Linked DNA regions of Gasterosteus aculeatus: region 2 is linked to region 1. The links are chromatin contacts, called in public Hi-C maps. All regions are on one chromosome and are shown on one strand. The core of a region is the stretch at or near the end of the contact, and the rest is flanking DNA. Distances in the headings are between cores, read along the strand shown.

Region 1 (5,670 bases), core at 1,158-3,657:
AACAGCACCGGGAACACTCGTAGAGGCTTCCCCTCCTTGATCTCCGCTGGCAAGTTCTGGAAAACTAGTCTCGGTAATGGCACTTCCACGGTGAAGTGGTCTCTGAGTACAGGGAAAAAAAACACAAACAGAAATTCAAAACCCTTTCCAACTCAGTAGAACCTGATACTTTTTGGAAGTTGTACAATCCGACACTTGCGACAGGCCTGAGCAAGCTATTCTGAGAGAGACGGACTGAGAGCGTGAGAGAACGAGAGTCTACTCGGGTTGGACGTGTTATCCCAATCGGCATGGAGGGGCAAGAGGGATTTATTAATGAAACTCGGGATAAGGGCTCAAATCAACTGGCCGGCATGCACGTTTATGCACAAACAAACTGTTTCATATCATACACACGTAACATTTATGATCAAGGAGCATATTACGAATACTCTGTTGATCCATGGCCAGTGGTTTTTATGGACTTTTATTCACACGCTTCACATGGGGGAAAGATTTTTAAACACTTCTGACAGATTCGTCAATATCCTTTTTGGTACTTTTACAGTACATACTAATAGGAAATGTTTAAATTAAAATGTTCTGACCGGTAAAAACCAATATGAGCATTCTCTGGTTGGGTTTTCTAAGAAAAAAAAAACACTCAAAACTAAAACATGATAATGGAATTAACTGCCGGATTTTAATGCCTGTTAAGATATTAAAAACTGACAGTTGTCTGCACCTGTTCCTTATAACGTAGCTAATATTGGGTAATGCCAAATACTCGCACCTGCTCAGTCATTCGCTACGGCTTCACTCAACGGACTCATTGAACATGTGAGATTCAGGCAAAGAAAAAGCAACAGGAGAGTCGGTCTCACCGTCGGCCAAACACTAAAGGCTGAAGGTCCCTGAAGTCGTCTGTCTGGGCCTCTGTGATCTGGAACAGGACTCTCTGCAGGTCTGAGATTCCAACCTCCATGTCCTCCAGCATCCCAATCTCCTCACCTTAATTGGTTCAACAAAACAACATTAACACTGGAGGAATCTTTGCTCGTCAAATGTTGTTTTGGTTTTAAAAAACGTCGGAGGGTTAAAACCGAATCAAATCCATAAACTTCCCACATTAAATACCGCAGAGGCGTTGATTTCACCAAAATAAAGGGCTCAAACAGTGGCTGTCCTGCAGCTGTTAAATCTGCTGAACAATCCATTTCCGTTCCTTGAGAGCTGCACCAGCAACTTTGGAAAACTAGAACGAGACAGAACTTTGATCTAGGGAGGTCACTTTCATTTAGTCTCTAGCCTTTATTTATCTGATAAGAATCAATTGACCCTCTGCTCAGCCTTCACCTGGAGCACTTTGTTGATCACATAACAATAAAAGTGCAATAAAAAAAAAAAGCGGCGTCACATTCACGCATCACATTACTCAGTCTGATCAAAATTCAACCAAACCACTTTTCAGGTTTTGTATTTTCTGGAAAGCAAAATAACGGCTTTGTTCACTGGAGGTTTTGAGGTCGCCGCTTCTTGGAAAATGTACTCACTGTAGGTGCTGAGGAGACTCTCAAACTGGGCCACCAGGCCGACCAGGTGGAGCTGCCTCAGGAAGCCTTGGTCCTGCATTCCTGCATACAGCCTCATGACAAAACCACAGGCGAGGGCTGCGAGCTGTCACACACACACACACACAGGCACACAGTGTGAACCTCTACACAAAAATGACAGTTTATCACTTCAGAATAAATTTAACAATTCAAAGGGGTTTTGTGTATTTATGCAACTGTTTGAGTTTATGTGGCGATTTTGTGTCAGTTGCCCTTTTGGACCACAGACCACAAATGATTTACTCGAAACATTTTCGAGGGATGTTCTGGAGAGATGAACTCCCACGGGTAAATCCTCAAGGACTATTATCTCAGCCTGGCTACCTACTGCCTGGCTGAAGACCACGTCCCGTCTCTGTTGGAGGAGGAAGCCCTGTGGAATGCTGCAGGCTGCCTCCTGCAGGAGCACAAAGGTCATGCCTCTCCTGGCCTTCTCCACCACCTCCATAACACACTCCTTTAACTTGGTCACCGGTGCACACAGCTGCTCCCTCCAGGTGCCTGCAGGGAAGAAGAGGCGGGGGGGGGGGTGGGGTTGGACAGAGATATATAACCGGTGCTGTCGTTGAATTTGAATATGTCTTCACTCTTGTGTTGTCTGCCAAAAACAACACGGCTCGGCTGTAAAGTGAAACCGGTTCATGTTTGCTGGGAAAAGTAAGAGTTAATCAGAACCAAGAAAACGTCAAGCTGTTTAAAGAACCACGGTGAACTAGTGAAGCACCCTGACAAAAACGTCACATATATAAAGTTGAGTGATAAAGAAATAAAAGTGGTACACACAGTACAGTCAAGTATTTATTTTATGGTTTGGCAAAGCAAACTATGGTAGATTATTGGCTAATGCATGACATCACGTTTGTGCCTTTGAATCAGTGAATTCACTTACTTCACGATCAAGTGGAATGTGTTCTTAAGAAAAACACGCATAACACGTACAGGCTGTATGTGTGTCTCAAACCCCACCTGGCCAATGTGGTGCATGTGATCCTGCAGCAGTGGAAAGCAGAAAGGGCGGGTTGAAGCGGAACTATAGGAAGGTGCGGTGACTTGGATTATAAACAGTATTGAGTATGCATACAGAATCCTTTCAGTATGCATTATTTGGTCACGCAACAAACTCCAAACCTCCTTAGATGCAGCAATGGTAGGATTTACAGGCTATAAAACCGTGTGTATGCACTTCCTCCATCTGAGACGAGTTTGCGATGATCTCCTCAGTGAGTCAACAGGGGGCAGTGTTGGTTTAATTGTCAACCAAAACTAACTGCCTGTGGTTCAGCTTCAACATATTTAAAATTTCTGGTGGTGGGAGAGAAGAGGGGGGAGACGCACAGGAGCGCAGTTGGATTCCACCAATAATGTATGGCACATCAGCACGGCGCTCGCCAGAAAAATCACATCTCATTGTGCAAACACCGCCTCTGCACAGAAGAAGCAGAGACAGAACTCCAGCTGTCATCTCCTCGCCAGCCCACCTGTCCAAACATCAAAATCCCCCCCCCCCCCCCCCCCTCGCCCCCAACCGGCAGGAGATAAAGCCCCTCTCATTATTCTGTCCATGTTTGTATTTAGACAGGCAGATGACCACTTGCTGTGAGCCTGTCCAGCGTCGTAATAAAGGTGTTCAGAGGCCTGAGGGATGAGAGGAGGGGGGTCAGCTCGTCTTTCAGACCCAACGGCGGGTAGATGGCCTTCTGTTTGGCTGCCAGCTCATTTGGACGCATAAACACATGCAGAAAGTCATGTACACAAAATGATACAAACGCGCACTCACACACGCTGACAGACGCAAACACACACACACACACACACACACACACACAGAGCAATCCCCCTTGTCGCCTAGTCACAGTAATGCTGCTGCTCTGCGGGCCGGTTGGCAGCAGCAACAGACCGGGCACTTGTCTGGACGCAGGCGCCAGGCAGCGTTTCACTGGACGGAACGGGGGACGGTCAACAGCGAAAGGCTCTGCATATCAAACATCGCTTTCATCGGCTCTGGCAACAACGTGTCCTGTTGCGAATGCGTAAACATCAGGGAGTCCAAGTTGGACCAGAGTCTTATTTAGGCTGTTCATTGACTTCAAAACAATGACTTTTTAGGGATTTTTCCTTCCGTTGGAAATGTACATACATTTAGTTGAGAATATTTTTGGGGGGTCAATAAGTTTGCTTAGCATTATGCTAAGATTAGCTTTAAGCTTAGTATTAGCCAACAATAACGATGGATGAATTAAATTTGCATTTGACTACATATAAAGTTACCTAGGTTGGCTCAAAGGATCAGTTTACACTGCAGAGAACCTTTCATCACCAAAACCTCAAAAGTTGATGTTGCATAAATTCAAGAAATTCCTTCCGGACTTTCATGAAACATCACGTTCATGAGAATAGACTGGATGACCCAAACACATTAAGCCTCGCCTGCACGGAGGCATCAATCCAACTCTAATTTGATTCCAATGGAAAGTAATGAATTACAAACTAGATCCACTCATCCATTATTTTCTAACCACCTATCACGTTCGTGGTCACGTGGAGCAAATCCCAGCTGACATTGAGCGAAAGCAGCGTGCAGACTAACAGACGGAGGCCGACAACCATTTGAGCCGACACTCACACCAACGGGCACAATTTAGAGTCATCGATCAGCATAAGCTGCATGTCGTCGGACTGTGGGAATAAGCCAGAGAACCCGGGAGAACCCCCCCCCCATGCTGACACGGGTGCCTCTGGCTTTGACGTGACAGTGCTCACCACTGCACCACCAACACCCTACTAAGTGTGTCAAATTTACAAACAGGTTCATTTTAGTTTTAAAAGAGCTTTGTTTAATAGTTTAATAATTCATTATGGGGGTTTTTTCTGCAGCTAAAGAACGAAGACAAGTAGTAGTAGAAGTACAAAATAAGATAAGGACAAAACTGGGACATCCACTAAGATTTGATGTGGGTGAACAACAAATCCCACAAACTGACGCTAACCGCCACCTAACGCCGCTCATAATGACAAAGCAGCATCACCTTTTTTTGTTTACACTGACCAGCCATCATCAGATGACAAGACATTCCACTCCAAGTGAGTCAGTTATGTGCAAAGATTAAACCCATTTACGGCATTAACGTAGCTCATTTACCGGGGTTGTGTGAGATGATGACATCCGCTAGCTGCTGCTCAGGGACCGACTCCTGCTTGCTGTTGTCTTCTTCCAGGAGTTTATCCACCATGGCGATTACACAGTTGAGACACTTGGCCACGTTGGCCCACACCCTGTCCTGAAGGAGCCAAACGTACAACCAGCAGTCAGATCAGCGTCACCGATTAGATCTTTCTCACTCTGTCTGGTTTAGTTTGTGTGTGTGTGTGTGTGTGTACAAATTTGATGATCCAAGTGTATGTGGATCATTGGTGTGCAAAAACCATGCCAGGCTCCTGCGGTCTGTGAGGCCGAGGCCTCACACGCAAGCAAACCAACTGTCTAACACACTTTAATGAAAAGCAGCAGCATTACTTGTTCTGCAGATATAAGTCATGCTCTCTTGAGAAAGCTCATCCAGAAAGGGGTTGTGTTTGGTATACAATCAAATGTTTGGCCAAAAATGTTCATTTCTCCATGTGTGTCTAAAAATAAATGAAAGCTAAAACAAAAAGTAGTCCCGCCTACCCATTCCTCCTCGTCGTACTCCTTGTGGTGCGGAATGGAGTCCTGGTGCTTCAGCGGGCCGCCCTCGCCTCTCGTCGTGCTCTGGGATCCTTCCACATTGTTACACACGGCCGCGTTGTCAGTGATGGACGTGGCCGGACTGTGACCCGGGAGTCCCTGCGCCGGGCTCGGGTTCTGGTCGCTGCCCTGCAGGACGTGGCCTTGATGTTGGCCTCCCTGCGCCGGGTTTTGCTTCTGGCTCTTGGAGACGTATCCGGGCCGCGCCGCGTGCAGTGCCAGTAGCGCACTCTTGACCAATTCATCCTTGAGTGTGTGAACAAATTGTTCCGTCTGTAGCAAAGGAAAAAGACAGATATTGGGGGGGCGAGGGGGGAGAAGACGGACACTGTGTGAGAGATGTGGGGAAGCGTG
Region 2 (5,670 bases), core at 2,190-4,689, 140 kb after region 1:
AACGGAGTTATAGAAAACGTCCTCTTTGCCCCCCGCGTGTACAATGACATCTTTATCTGCACTGCAGACAAGGACGGACGAGGGAGTATTGAATATGTACGCAGATGTGTACGGCCCTTTTCTTTACCCAAAATGATTTCCATCTTTGCCTCTGCTGCATTCTGGTAAACCACAGGTGTTTTTTTTTTTTTTTCCCATTAGGAGGACATCGCTGTATGACCAACTTAAGAGCCGGACGAGGAGGACAAATAGGACAAAAAATAAATTGTGTATCGGGACTTAAGTGTTGTTTTAGATTCAGTCCGGCTGTGGCTCTGCCTTTGAGTGACAAGAGACTTGAAAGAGGGGAGATGCTGCTGAGGTGGAAGGAGTGGAAGGTGGGGGGGGGGGGGAGGGGGTAAGATGGCGAGGTTGAGAGAATGACGGACCGGCTGCCAGAATTGGCAGATGAGCGGGTGCAGCGGATGCGGTAAACAGAGCATGTGATGACTCAATAGGAGCCTACCAGGAGGAACTGTGACGACATGCGACTGATCAAGTTCAGTCAAACTGAAATATTGACGGAATATAGAGAGACGTCAACAAAGTATATACTGGTCGACGGTGCAACATCCGCCTAATTGAATAAGACCGGCCCAAAGAACCTGCAAACATATTATTTCCAGATAACAGGTACACGGTCTCGTCTTGCGGGGGGCTGAGGTGATGTCACTACGTAATGGAAACAAAAACCTGGAAACAAACTGTATTATTATGTATTGCACAACATGCCCCTGAACTAGGGCTGCACAATCAATCTAAATTCCATCAGAATCCCAATACGGCCGACGGAAACCTTGACAGTGCAGGAGGTGTGATATTTGTTAAGGGAAAAATGTGTAAAAATCTCATTTTAAATCAAATATAACCCTTCTGCAAGCATGCCATGGCCTACACATCATAATATATTGACCGTATAAAAAAGAAAACTTGATGGGTACAGATAAAAGCAAAAATCACACATTGTTTTTTATACACTTTCCAATAAAAATGAAAGAAAAAGAATAATGATTTAATCATCCCCTAAAATATTGCAAATCACAACTCAATTCCAAAACTCAAAAGCCAAAATATCTGCAATTGCTATTCTTAATTGTTCATCCTTACCCCAAAGAGCCATAAAAAAATGAATTAAAACAACAACTTGCCTGTATCATCCAAAATATTGTTAAATCGATCATCAGGACCGCCCCCCCCCCCCACACACAGGATGTCACACCTCGCCACCTCACAGGCCGCTCAGCGCACCCGAGGGTCCAGGCTCGGCCCAAAGACTGTGCAGGTGGAGGCCCACGTGTTAGAAGAGGACTCGAGGTGCGATTTGACTTCACGCGCTGCCACGCGGACGGTGATTGGGGCGGTTTTCTCACGGCGCCTTCAAGCTTTTTAACCGGTTGAAGGTTGCGCGTGTTGTTATGCGTTTGGACACAAGGTCGAAATGTAAAGGCTGAACGGTTAATATGCGGCATGAAGTTCCTATGAAATAGGGATGTTCCTAATGCAGTGAGCAAGAGAACCAAGAAGAGCTTCTAAACGCGGCGTTGAAACCATGTTACCTGGTCCCCAAGGTCAAACGCGAGACGGAGGAATTACACCGGCATAACCCCAGATGACGACATCGTCAGTAATCTAGTTCCGACACATTAAACATGCAAACCGGCAGCTCTCGTGAGCACTGAAAGAGCAGCAAATTAAAAAGAAAATGACTCAAAACCCTGCGTGTGTGCTGACCTGCCAACCCATCAGCTATGTCTGACAGCAATGTGAAGCTTCTAAATTCCATTACAGCTAAAGGATGAAGCCACCTGATGGCAAACTGTTACAATCTGCTGTATGTCAGGGTAGCAAACACAAGCCTCGGGCTGGGATATAAAACGCAGCCAATGAAAGACAGACCATGTGGGATGGGGTACCGGCTCATGATGTGTTGTCCGACAGATTTATGGGATGAAACGTGACTGAGAGGCCCGTGTTACATTTGATTAAACTAGAGGCCTGTGCTGAAACCATAAATATAGCCTGCTAGAGATATTTACATCAGTAGACATACATCAGCCAAAGAAAAAGTTGCGATGGGGCCGACCTTGTGCGGATAACAATGCTTCCACGCACTCATTCACACCTGCAAAGGTCCTTGATGTGATGTGATAATGTGCTAGTGATAGATTTTAAAAAATGATTGTTGATTTTGTCAATTATTTTCCTAGAGTTGCTTCTCACGCCCCTTTTTATCACTCGGCAAAGAGAAAAATATCCAAAGAGAAAATGATTTCTACATACCACACTGAGAATCTTGGGTTCAAAGGATAACGAGAAATGGGACATTTAAGTTGAAACTGGAAAGTACTGCAGCACATTATAGCACACAGTAAAAATGCATGATAAAATGGACAATTAGCGGATTGGTTAGTACATAAAATTAAATACACGTAAAATGTGCACAAATCAGAAGGTAACCTCAAAAATACCATTAAATTAACAATGATCACTGCATATGCTGTATTAAAAATAGCCCAATATGGACAGCAGGAGGGAAAAAACACATCCAACATTAAATAAAACAAACTCAGGGATTTCAATGAGGTCATTGCAGTAACCCATGACAACAGCAACTTCGCCTGTGAGGCTCATCGTGAAGAACTTACTTCGGTAATTTATGCTGCCACAGCACCGCCGCAGAGCCTCACCCAGGAGGACGTCAACTCGAGCGACTGCACCGAAAGGGGCGTGTGCAAAGAACAAGAGCCACGGAGTTCATCGAGCAACGGCGCCACCTGCTGGAGTGAAAATGGTACGACACGTGCTTTAAATTGCAATTGTAGTTGTAGTTGTTAGTTGCAGTGTTTTAAGCACAACTCGGATGGAAACTAGAAGAATGAACGTTTGCTGAAAGGTTATTTTGACACTAAAGTGAACTGACAGCATTACATCTTGAAAAGTGTATTATTAACACAACTTAAGGATAAAGTTGTTTTGTCCAAAGGCAACGAGGACCTTTCCAAATGCGGTAATGTTAGCTCCTCCATGGAGGAATGTTAAGGTCTTTAACCTTCCCCAAAAATAAATGTCCCGGAGAAAACGGCGAATCCATAACTTATTAACGTGTTAACGTTGTTTTTGAAAAACAAAAAGGCTAACGTTAATCTTAAAACCGCAGAGGTCTAATTGACGTCCCATCGCTGCGTCATCGACCTGTTAACTAACTTAATGTCACCGTTAATAAAGTTAGCGCATTTGAATTGAGTTCAAGCCAAACATTTTACAACCAAACCTTCAGAAAACGATGATGGTGGTACACTTACGGTCATTTTCTTACGTTGAAAAATGCCACGTTAACGTTGGTCGTCTCAAGTAGTGAGTATATGCAAACATTAAGTAATGAGATAAGCTAACGCTAACATTATATTCAGTGCATTTAATGAACATATTTACCATGTGTTGACATTATATAATTACAAAATATAACTTAATGAAAGTGTACTTTATTTGTGAAATGTTCCCATAATTGTGTGTGTGTATATATATATATATATATATATATATATATATATATATATATATATAAAAATATAATTAGCTGGATACATACATACAGTCAATGCAGTTAGTTGTTAGGCGGTTGAACACAATCATTCAGGCGACAGTCATAGCTGCAGGCAACTATTGCCCAGGGTAAAAAAAAAATTCAAATAACTCTATAGACAACGTTTCAGTATTACTTTGAAATTCTTGGAACTAGATGCTAACTGGCTAACCATCATCAATTTTGCAGAAGTGAACGCACAAAAATCAAACTCACCATGCACAGGAATCCTTCAAATTGCATTTTCATCTCTGCACCTTCTCATTTTGATTTCCTTATCATTGAAATCATATTTAAAAAAAGACCACACATGCATAAGGATGTTGGATTTTTATTTAGTCCACTTTCAAAATGTACAATTTCTGTGGAGATTCATTAAAAAAGATAAAGCATCATCAGCTTTGCAGTCCGTATCACAAAAGGACTTCAATAAGGAAATAGTGAAGTAGAATGAAGATGACTTAGTAGGCACATTTTTTCAAATGATACATGTTAAATCTAATTGATGGCAAAATATGTACAGCAATCATTTTAACTTGTGGCAGCACAAGCTTGGGAGATCTGAGTCAGAGTTCACAGGTTAGTAAAGCACAGATTTATGCAAAGAAAGACTTTCACCGTCTAGAAAAGATGTATCACGTTGACTCCATGTGGCAGTCAATTTCCCAAAACTGTATGCCAGGTCAATTTGAAATAAATTAAACATAAGATGAGAGAGGAATGAGGAACATTAATAAACTTGCAAAACTAATTGAGCGGCGCTGTCAAACTAAGCATTTAAACAGACTTTAGCAAATTATCGAGAATACTGAGCTAAAAGTGGACAAGAAATCCACCGGATGAAATTACTTGAGAAATAAATTAGAAATGATTAGTTGTATAGTACCTGATTTTCTCTCTCTCTCTAGCCTAACGTTTGATACCTTTGCATAACTTATAGAAAACCTGTCACTTTCTTTTAAAAACTCACAGTAGTTCATTCATTTAAAACAAGTCCTGATACCACCTAAGACAGGCACAGGATTCTACCCTGCAGAATCCACATACCCTCAAGTCAAACATGCTGGATATTCCATGCAAATAAAAGGACACTTTTCCTGTTTATATACATAACACTTTTGTACAGTCTTTGCACTTCCATTATAACAGATTGAAGCATCTCCATATACAGCCAAATGGAAATCGAATCATGCTAGTGGATTAAACCTTGAGTGAATCCAAAGCTTAAATTGAGCACTTAGTTACTTCTAAAATGAACGAGTTAAAATGCCTTGAACTTTTTAAAAAAAGTAATAAAACTATAAAAATGCTGCCGTACTGGGTTACCATGGAGATCAGGTTTGAAGTATCACATACACACTTTAGTGCCAGTTTCAGCAATTCACACCAACTTGGTAAAAACTGACCAGTGCCTATGGAACCCCACTCGCTCAAACAGGAGAAACTGAAAAATCTACTCCGTTAGTAAGAGTGATGCAGGGATCTAGTAGTGTGATCATGTTATCAAGAGATTCAATTTATACTCCAAAAACCACATCAAACAGCATTATTATTTAAGGGAACTGTTGATCAGACTTTCTAGCCAAAGTCGGTTTGTGGGTCTGCTTAAGTCAAACCCCAGAGACCAGTCTAGTCATTTCCACTTCCTACTTTCATACTGCCTTCAGCTTATTCCTGGCTCCTCCCACTTCCTACAACTGTACACACGGTGCTGTTCTAGCCCTAACGGCAGCGTAAACTCCACTACACATTGAGGGTCTTGCTGAAGTGGAAGGTGACAGCCGGATCGTGCCAAAAGCACACACACCAGAGCCTACACTGGTGTGAAAGGCCCAATGGTTTCGGGGGTTGGTGTGTTGGCGGTTTGAGGAGAACTGGGTCACTTGGGTCACTTGGGTCCCTTGGAAGGGGTGTCAGTCTCTGTGGATTGGCGGCCATCGTTCCAGGCCTCCCGTGTGCTCTTAAGGGCTTGTGTCCGTTGCTGGTCCACAACTACGTAGTCCACACGCTCATCTGACACTGTTATTCCAGTTCCGTTGCTTTTAACC

Evidence for each region. A called contact is a pair of places that touch in the nucleus more often than the background predicts.
Region 2: a Hi-C map of whole body shows a contact between it and region 1, with 7 times the contacts expected there. The contact joins two enhancer-like sites. A contact is called at or near these places in 5 of 6 Hi-C or Micro-C datasets (liver, skeletal muscle, tail fin and 1 more).

Annotation. Positions count from the first base shown.
Region 1 is chr9:16,357,029-16,362,698 of fGasAcu3.hap1.1, forward strand. It overlaps inpp4b (inositol polyphosphate-4-phosphatase type II B), which reads right to left. Exons shown (of 22, transcript XM_040185634.2): 13 at 5,260-5,589; 14 at 4,732-4,870; 15 at 1,921-2,093; 16 at 1,533-1,656; 17 at 864-990; 18 at 1-102. Among protein-coding and RNA genes, the nearest start is that of il15, 13 kb to the left of the region's middle. Within about 2 kb of position 2,408, at least 6 of the 9 cell types and tissues checked have open chromatin away from gene starts, as enhancers often do.
Region 2 is chr9:16,494,327-16,499,996 of fGasAcu3.hap1.1, forward strand. It overlaps gab1 (GRB2-associated binding protein 1), which reads right to left. Exons shown (of 13, transcript XM_078109123.1): 13 at 3,938-5,669. The coding sequence ends at 5,511. Among protein-coding and RNA genes, the nearest start is that of gab1, 43 kb to the right of the region's middle. Within about 2 kb of position 3,440, at least 5 of the 9 cell types and tissues checked have open chromatin away from gene starts, as enhancers often do.